2 separate regions of the Dromaius novaehollandiae genome follow, and region 1 is linked to region 2. Evidence: chromatin contacts called from public Hi-C data. All regions are on one chromosome and are shown on one strand. Each heading gives the region's core, a stretch centred on a gene start, on an enhancer-like site or on the middle of the called end of the contact. The rest is flanking DNA. Distances are from core to core; before and after follow the strand shown.

Region 1 (3,549 bases), core at 465-2,964, 200 kb after region 2:
GTATTGTGTAGTACATACTAAAAATTGTTCTGATTCCCATGAAGCATAAAACATAGGAAAAATAATGAGCAGGGGAAGCTACACAGAAAGAATGTTCCTGCTTAATGGAGCCATGTGCAAAGGAAGAACAGTATCTCACTGCAACAAAATGCAACACCATTTCCATCTTTAAAACTAGGTGGTACAGAATTAGCAGCAATCATCAGGTGAGTCTGTGACCACCAGGAAAAGGGCTTCCTTTCAGAGACACACTACTCTGGATTACGTTTTCAAGGTTAAAGCATAACAGAGAGCAAAAGGTCAGATCTATTCAGGGGGACAGCTTGTAAACAAAGTGGCAAAGTGAGCTCACATGTAGTGTAAACATGTTCAGAATACCACATCAGGAAGTTATACCCTGAATTTTAATGCGTGAATTTTAGTCACGTGAGATCCTAACTATTGATGTAAATGCACAGAAGTTGCTAGAGTAGCTCAGTTTGGCTTAAAAAAAGAAACCAACCAACTTCTAAAAAACCTAGCTACAGTTTTGAAGGTGAATCCAGGAGAAGGGAGAAAAGAAACCCCTTTAAGCAAACTATTAGATTTCTGTCTTCCTGCAGAGCTCAGGCAAAGATGCGTGTGTGTGAGTGTGTGTATATTTTTTTTTCTTATGAAGTGAGGCATCTTGAATAGGTGTGCCAGTTTGTTACCTCTACATTGGAAAAGGAAAGGAAGAGTGCCACAGGGTCAGGGAATCAGTTAAGGTATGTATGAAAACAGTTTTCACTTCTGTCACAGTTCATTTCTGTCAGGATGTGGAGTTGCTTTTTAATGTCCATTCCATCAAGGGAGGTCAAGCAGCTTATGCTGGGCATAGAGCTCCTCAGTGATCCCATAGACATTGCAGATATGGGGTAAGGCATCACCCAGCATAACAACAGCCTCCTCAGGGGTGCCCACATTCATGATTTCAAGGAATGCATTTCGAGAAGGTAAAGCACGGAAGGCCACAGTAGCAGCCTTGCGAATAATCCAGGGGTGGTAGTTAGCCAGAGAAGCATTGTAAGAGTCTGTGCATATCACAGATGTCTTGGAGTCTTCCTGGCCAGTTCTCAGCCCCTCCAGGAACATCTGCAGCCAGTGCAGGGCTCTGTGGAGGCGTAGCACGGTCCGGCAACCAGAGTCAGGGTGCTCTGACCGCTTCTGGGTATCTACTAGCCCGTTGGCCACCTCGTACTGCACCATGGACTGGAGTGTCAGGTACTTCTCCTGCTGCTCGCCGCTGCAGTAGTTCTCCATTATCTGTATTTTGGCCAGCGCGTCCTTGGAAACAAAGGAGAAGATGGCGCCCAGGCTGTTCAGGAACCTGTGTGTGGGAGAGACCGGCTCGCGTTAGCGGCGGCGGCCCCGGCGGCCAGACTCGCACCCTCTCAGGGCGGAGGGTGCCGCCGAGGGCAGCGGCCGCCCGCAGTCACTCACCGGATGAGCCCCCTCCAGCCGCGCAGGTAGGGGCCGAGGAGCACCTCCCGCTGCTCCGTGACACACGTATGAAAGGTGACGAGGACCTCCCTGAGGCAGAAGGCGCCCTGCTCTCCCGCCATCGCCCCGCTGGGCCCGGGGACGACGGCACCGCCTCCCGCAGGCGCCGGGCAGTGCGTCACTCGCCGCCCGACCAATCCTCGGGCAGGAGGGCGGGACGGTGGGGCGCGTCGCGGGGCTCTATTGGCCACAGCGCGAGTGGTGTTGCGTCCCGTTCCTGCGTCAGTCTGGTTCCGGGCAGGGCGGGCTGCCGCGCATGCGCGGAGGCGTCGCGAAGCGCGGGTGGCGGGGCGGTGAGAGACGTTGGAACGGTGTGGGGCCGCGGTGCGAGGAAGGGGAAGGGGGGGGGGAGGGGAGGGGAGGGGTGGGGGGGGGGGGTGTGAGGGGTGAGTGTGCGCTCTGGGGTGCCCGGTGAGTGGGGCGGCCTGAGGACTCTTGGGGGTGCTGGGGCCGGCCCTGTTCGGGTCGCCGGGCAGCTGCTGACAGCAGGTGTTGGCCTGATGAGAGCGGTGTCACCGCTGGTCGCTGTTGGGGAGCAGGATGCAGGCTAGCAGGCTCACCGAAGTTGTTTCTAGAGGGCATTGGACGGCACGAGGGAGTAATGCCAGCCTGAAGGCTGGCCGCTCCTCAGGTAGGGAGCAGGAGCCCTTTCCTCACAGCAGCCTTCCGATGGGCATCGAGCCTATGAAAGCCCTTAGCGTTTGCTGTCTCCAGGGCATAAGTGGTGCCTGGCTTCTGACACTGAGATGGTCTGAAGATTAAAGGTGATCTCAACACAAAGGAATTGATACGTGCTTTCAAGGAGCGTAAAAAAACGTGACTATTATTACTGAAGCCAAACAGACATGAATTTCTAGGAGAAGCTAGTAATGCGTGCATTTATCTCATGTGTGTTGTCTGTCTGTCTTTCCTCTAGGAAGAAATGAGGCCTCAGCTGAAGTTTTCTATCTGATACTGAAAAAGAAATGTAGTGGTGGCTGTGAATAAAGGCTAAATCTTCTCTTGACTTTATGGCCCTCATGAAACTATCTCTGAAAGAATTTATCGTATTGCTTGAAATCTAGAGTTTGTTAAAATGCCTGAAATAAAAGTCACTCCCTTGGGTAAGTCCAAACCTAAAATGGTCTTAAAATAGAAATGCTGAAAAGCTTTGTATGCTGTGATTTCCTTGAAAAGAAACAAGTTAGAATTGAAATTTAGAGCTAGAAATAACATATTTTAGTCTGCTGGGGATATATGTGCCTTTCCCTGCCACAAAAACTAGTCATAGTGGTATACTTAAGTATGTTATGTTTGGGCAGCCTAGAGGTGTCATTGTCCTCGTTTTGCTGTTCAAACAAGTATGACTCAAATAGAGTCTGCAAACCCTATCTTTAAATGAAAAGATTCATTAATAGATATTGGTGGTAAAGGGCTTGTAGAGCATATATAGTACTATGGAGGTCTTTTGTTATTTATTGTAGTATTGTACAGGATGGATAGAGCGTTAGTAAACTTAATGGAGCTAGAGTTCCGTGGAAAGCAAATTTTTCATTATTTTGTGAGTTGCACAGAAGCTGTTGACATGCATTTAAGTGCTGAGAGGGCAGCGGATGTTCCAAGCAGAACTGCTCTATCCTAGTCAGTAGTTTTCTGGCTTAGAACAGACTTCCTGATGCCTTATGGAAATCTGTGCTTTCACTGAGAGGCAGAGTATTTGGGGTGGGCCACAACCCTGGGAACTTTGCATTCCATGTGATTAACTCTTTGCCATTGGGCTAGCCATTTCCTGTAGCTCAGAACAAATAGGTCTATTTGGGTATTTTCAGGCAGTTAAGAGATTATTTTGCTCTTACTTAAAACTGCTTTGAAACTATGTAGCTGCTATTGCACAGTACTGGGTAGAAAACAAATGTACCCTGCATCTGAACTTCTTATGGGCTTGGACTCAGTGCTGTACTAAGCGCAGTTGTGTAACTGGAGCTGGGAGGCACTCTCATAAGCTTAGGGAATGGGGTAAGTGAGCTTACATCTGCTTCCCTCTAGCAG
Region 2 (3,544 bases), core at 501-3,000:
TACAATATAGTCTTATAGGCTAAGTGAGCCAAGGCTGAAATTGCCCTGCCCTAAATTAAATGAATTTGGCACTTCTGTAAACTCCTCAGCAGGCTCGCTGAGTGTCCCCAGGTTGGCTGCACAAGACACTTCCTTTGTTCCTAGCAGGTGACTAACACCCTGGTATGGGGGTGGGAATGCGGTTCTGTACATAAACTTCTGAAGTGTCTTCAATAAAGTCTTGTTTAAACAAAGTGTCTGTTTACTGAACTGCTTGAGCTAATTTCTGTCTGTAGCTTTCTTTCCCTGACTAGAGAGCTGTACCGCTACCTTTCTGGGAGCAACTCTAGACATTGCTGTCTTCTTCAGACTAGATGGGTTTAATATGGTGGGTCTGCCTGAAAATGAGACCGACCTTTGCTGTGTTCTGAAATACTGATCACCGCTGGTGAAAGATCCCTGTGCTCTGGCTGAGGTAGGGATGAAAGCAAAATGTTCTTTGAAATATGGGATTGGCTCGAACATGGATTCCTCAGGTCAGCTGATGAGGCACTTCCATGCTGTGGCAAGATGGTGGGTTCCTGTACCAAGTAAGGAAAGACAAACAGCAGCAAGGTTGGTGGGAGAGGCAGGTGTGGTCGTTCCTGGACAGCAGCCACTGTGAGACTTGCCCGCTGATGCATCTGAGGGTGCGTAAGGGAAAAGTGCCTAACTACCTTCTGCAATCCCTGAATTGACAGGGATGTGAAATTTTATTGTAACAACAGTTTGTTACATTACATTGCTGTGTTCTGACATTTTTAGCTATGTGCTGCTGTGACTGAACAGATGAAAAAAGTTGAGCTTTTTCTATCTGCTGAGAGCCATTGACTTTCCATCCTGAAGTGCAACTATAGCAGCAGTACAAATCTGCTAGGTTGAAATATTTGATATTTAGTTTGAATCAAACAGATGCTGGGTGGAGAAAGGGAACTGGTGTACCTGCTGCAGTCAGCCGAGATGAGTGCCAAAGGACACAAGCCCTACTCCACAGTACAGCTGTGTGAGAGCAGGAGAGAAGTAGTAGCTGAGGGGAACACATGACCTATTTGCAAAAGCCTTTGCTCAGATGTATGAGAATTGTTTCCTCCCCTAGACAGTCCAGCTCAAAACTAAGTCCAAACCTGGAGCCCTGTGCTTCCCCGGCCCCTCTATTGCAAGGAAATGCAATGCCCTGTTTGCTAACAGACTCAGCAGGGTGCAGGGCCTGGAGAGTTTGCTGCCCAACTGACTCAGAGGAGGGTGAGGGCAGTCAGCTCATGGCTGGCCTGGCCTGCAGTGCCGCTATGCTCCAATGTGTTCAGAGCCTGCTTTGTAGCCCAGGCTGTCAATACAGACGCTCTTTCTGAGCAAGGGGAGTGCTACCTGCAAGTAGCTTTATCTCACAGCTGTTTACCTATGTCAGTCTAAATTACCACCTGCAGGAACAAAGTGTCTTCCAAAAGCCATCCTCTTCCAGCCCTTCAGGAGAGGGGAAAAATCTGATCTGGGCCACAAGTGCTTGAAAAGAGAGGAGATTCGGATAGCATCTCCTCAGGTACTGTCTCCCTGCCTTAGCTCCTGTGATCTGTGCTTTTCTGCTTGGAAAGAGGCAGACAAACTGCAAGGGCTGAGGAGCAAAGGGGACAGTCTGGTTCACCCCAGAGCCTGGAAGAAGCGGAGGAGATTGGGAGCTGGCTGCTGAACCGGGGCGGGGGGGCTCCTTCCCCTGAACGGCTGGTGGCGCTGCTCCTTGCCGCGCCTCCTACCGTCTCTGCAGCCGCGGGCCCCGGGCGGCCCTGGCGCCAGCAAGGAAGCTGGCGGCTGCCGCAGGGAGCCGGGCCCGCGGCGGCGTCCCCGGCCCGCGGCGCCGCGGAGCCCCGGCGGCCTCGTCGCGACAGGGCCGGCGGGCGCCGGCTGGGGCCGCTGTGCTGACGGCGCGCGGAGTCTCGGGAGCGGCGGCGGCCGGAAGCTCGGAGGAAGAGGTGGGCGGACGGGTAGGGATGGTGAGTGATGGCGGAGGCCGGCGGGGCTGGAGCCGGGGCCGGGGCCGGGGCCGGGGCCGGGGCCGGGGCCTGTGCCCTGCGCCCTGCGCCCTGCGAGGGGCGGGGGTGCTGTCAGGATCCCCAGTCGCTTCCAGTATGCGTTGGCCTTCGAGGTGGAGGGAGCTGTGGGGGCTTCATTGGCTGGGCTGGGGAGAGGGCGGCCGTCCGCCATCACAGCGCGGGGCTGTGAGCCGGTTCTTGTCAGTCACGTCCCTGCGTTAAGCCGTGCTGCTCTTTCTGATGACCTGAGGTAGCAGATGGCTTTTGGGACACTCCAGTTCCTGCTGTGGAAACAGCGTGTTACTACAGGGCTGGGCAGAAATATGCAAGTGGGACTTGGGCCTGAAGTTGCCTTATTTTTAAACTCGAAGCAGTGGAAACTATTAATCATCTGTGAAGCAGCTATGGGGCTGTAAGTACTTGTGGGCCAGCCCCCTACAGCAGAATACAGCCGTGTGTTGGTCAAACAAGAAGGATGTTTAGAGCATCTCAGCCCATCTGTTTGGGGTTTTGAGTTAAATTTAGAGGATTCTTTTTGAATTGTCAGAAGTAGCATGTTTGCTACATAGAATAAATGTGCTTATTTTAACAGTCACTACTGAATCTAGAAGAGTGAAGAAGGTGAAAAAAATATGTTAGTATCACAACTGACTTCCCAGTTAGCGAAGGCTTCACGAATTGCAGGTAAATAGATACTGAGCAACCTACTTTTCTGTTTTTTTCTGGGATAATTAAGCTCCCAGAAGTTCCTTTTCTATCAAGCAATGCAAGAGTGGTCAAGTTGTTGATTCAGTCTTGGGATGTTACTAAGTCTCTCGTCTTGTCTGTTGTTATTGTGTAGCTCTGTTTTAACTTCCGTTAAACTTATGAGGAGGTTCCTTGGCAGCAGAAGGGTTTAATACAGAGAACTGTTTGCAGTCTTTTCAAATTGCACTTTCCTTACACTTCTTATACAGTAAAATTTTCAATAACATAATTCTAGCAGATAGACTTATGGTAATGTAAGTAGAAAAGACTTACTTGATTTTATGGAGAGAAAACGATTGCTTGTAAGCAGCTTCCTTTATTAGATTATCTTGGTTCTAGAGCGGGGCAGTGCTTATGTTAAGATAATGTTTGAAAATTCTGCCTCTTAAATGAAACTCTTTTCTTCTCAAAGGACACCTTTTGCCAAGGTCAGTCTCTTCCATTCTTTGCTCTCATTCTACATCTGCGAAGTATAGCACTCAGCCATCTAATAAGAATGGAGCCCAACCTCAGCGGTGGTATGCGCTGGACCCTGAACTGGAAGAGATGCTGGTCCCCAGAAAACTATCCATCAGCCCTTTAGAAAGCTGGTTGACAGTTAGATACTCCCTTCCTAAAGCGGAAGTCATCAGTGTTCATGGAAAAGAAGGCTATGAACCTGTCCAGCGATATGACTGTCCAACATCTGATGTGGAAGCTGATGTGGAGGAAGGGGAAGGAACACTTGGCAACAGGCTTGAATGTAAGAATGTTTT

What was found. Hi-C and Micro-C count contacts between places; a contact is called where the count stands out from the background.
Region 1: a contact with region 2 is called in a Hi-C map of brain, with 2.6 times the contacts expected there. The contact joins the promoter of INTS11 here to the promoter of AURKAIP1 in region 2. A contact is called at or near these places in 2 of 4 Hi-C or Micro-C datasets (brain and ovary).

Annotation. Positions count from the first base shown.
Region 1 is chr24:3,800,337-3,803,885 of bDroNov1.hap1, forward strand. INTS11 (integrator complex subunit 11) reads left to right here and starts at 1,715. Exons shown (of 18, transcript XM_026100639.2): 1 at 1,715-1,814; 2 at 2,438-2,624. The coding sequence starts at 2,597. It overlaps CPTP (ceramide-1-phosphate transfer protein), which reads right to left and starts at 1,650. Exons shown (of 2, transcript XM_026100664.2): 1 at 1,462-1,650; 2 at 1-1,348. The coding sequence starts at 1,583. The coding sequence ends at 826.
Region 2 is chr24:3,598,509-3,602,052 of bDroNov1.hap1, forward strand. It overlaps AURKAIP1 (aurora kinase A interacting protein 1), which reads left to right and starts at 1,751. Exons shown (of 4, transcript XM_026100667.2): 1 at 1,751-1,982; 2 at 2,635-2,726; 3 at 3,202-3,544. The coding sequence starts at 2,675. It overlaps LOC112983494 (a long non-coding RNA gene), which reads left to right. Exons shown (of 3, transcript XR_010392760.1): 3 at 1-203.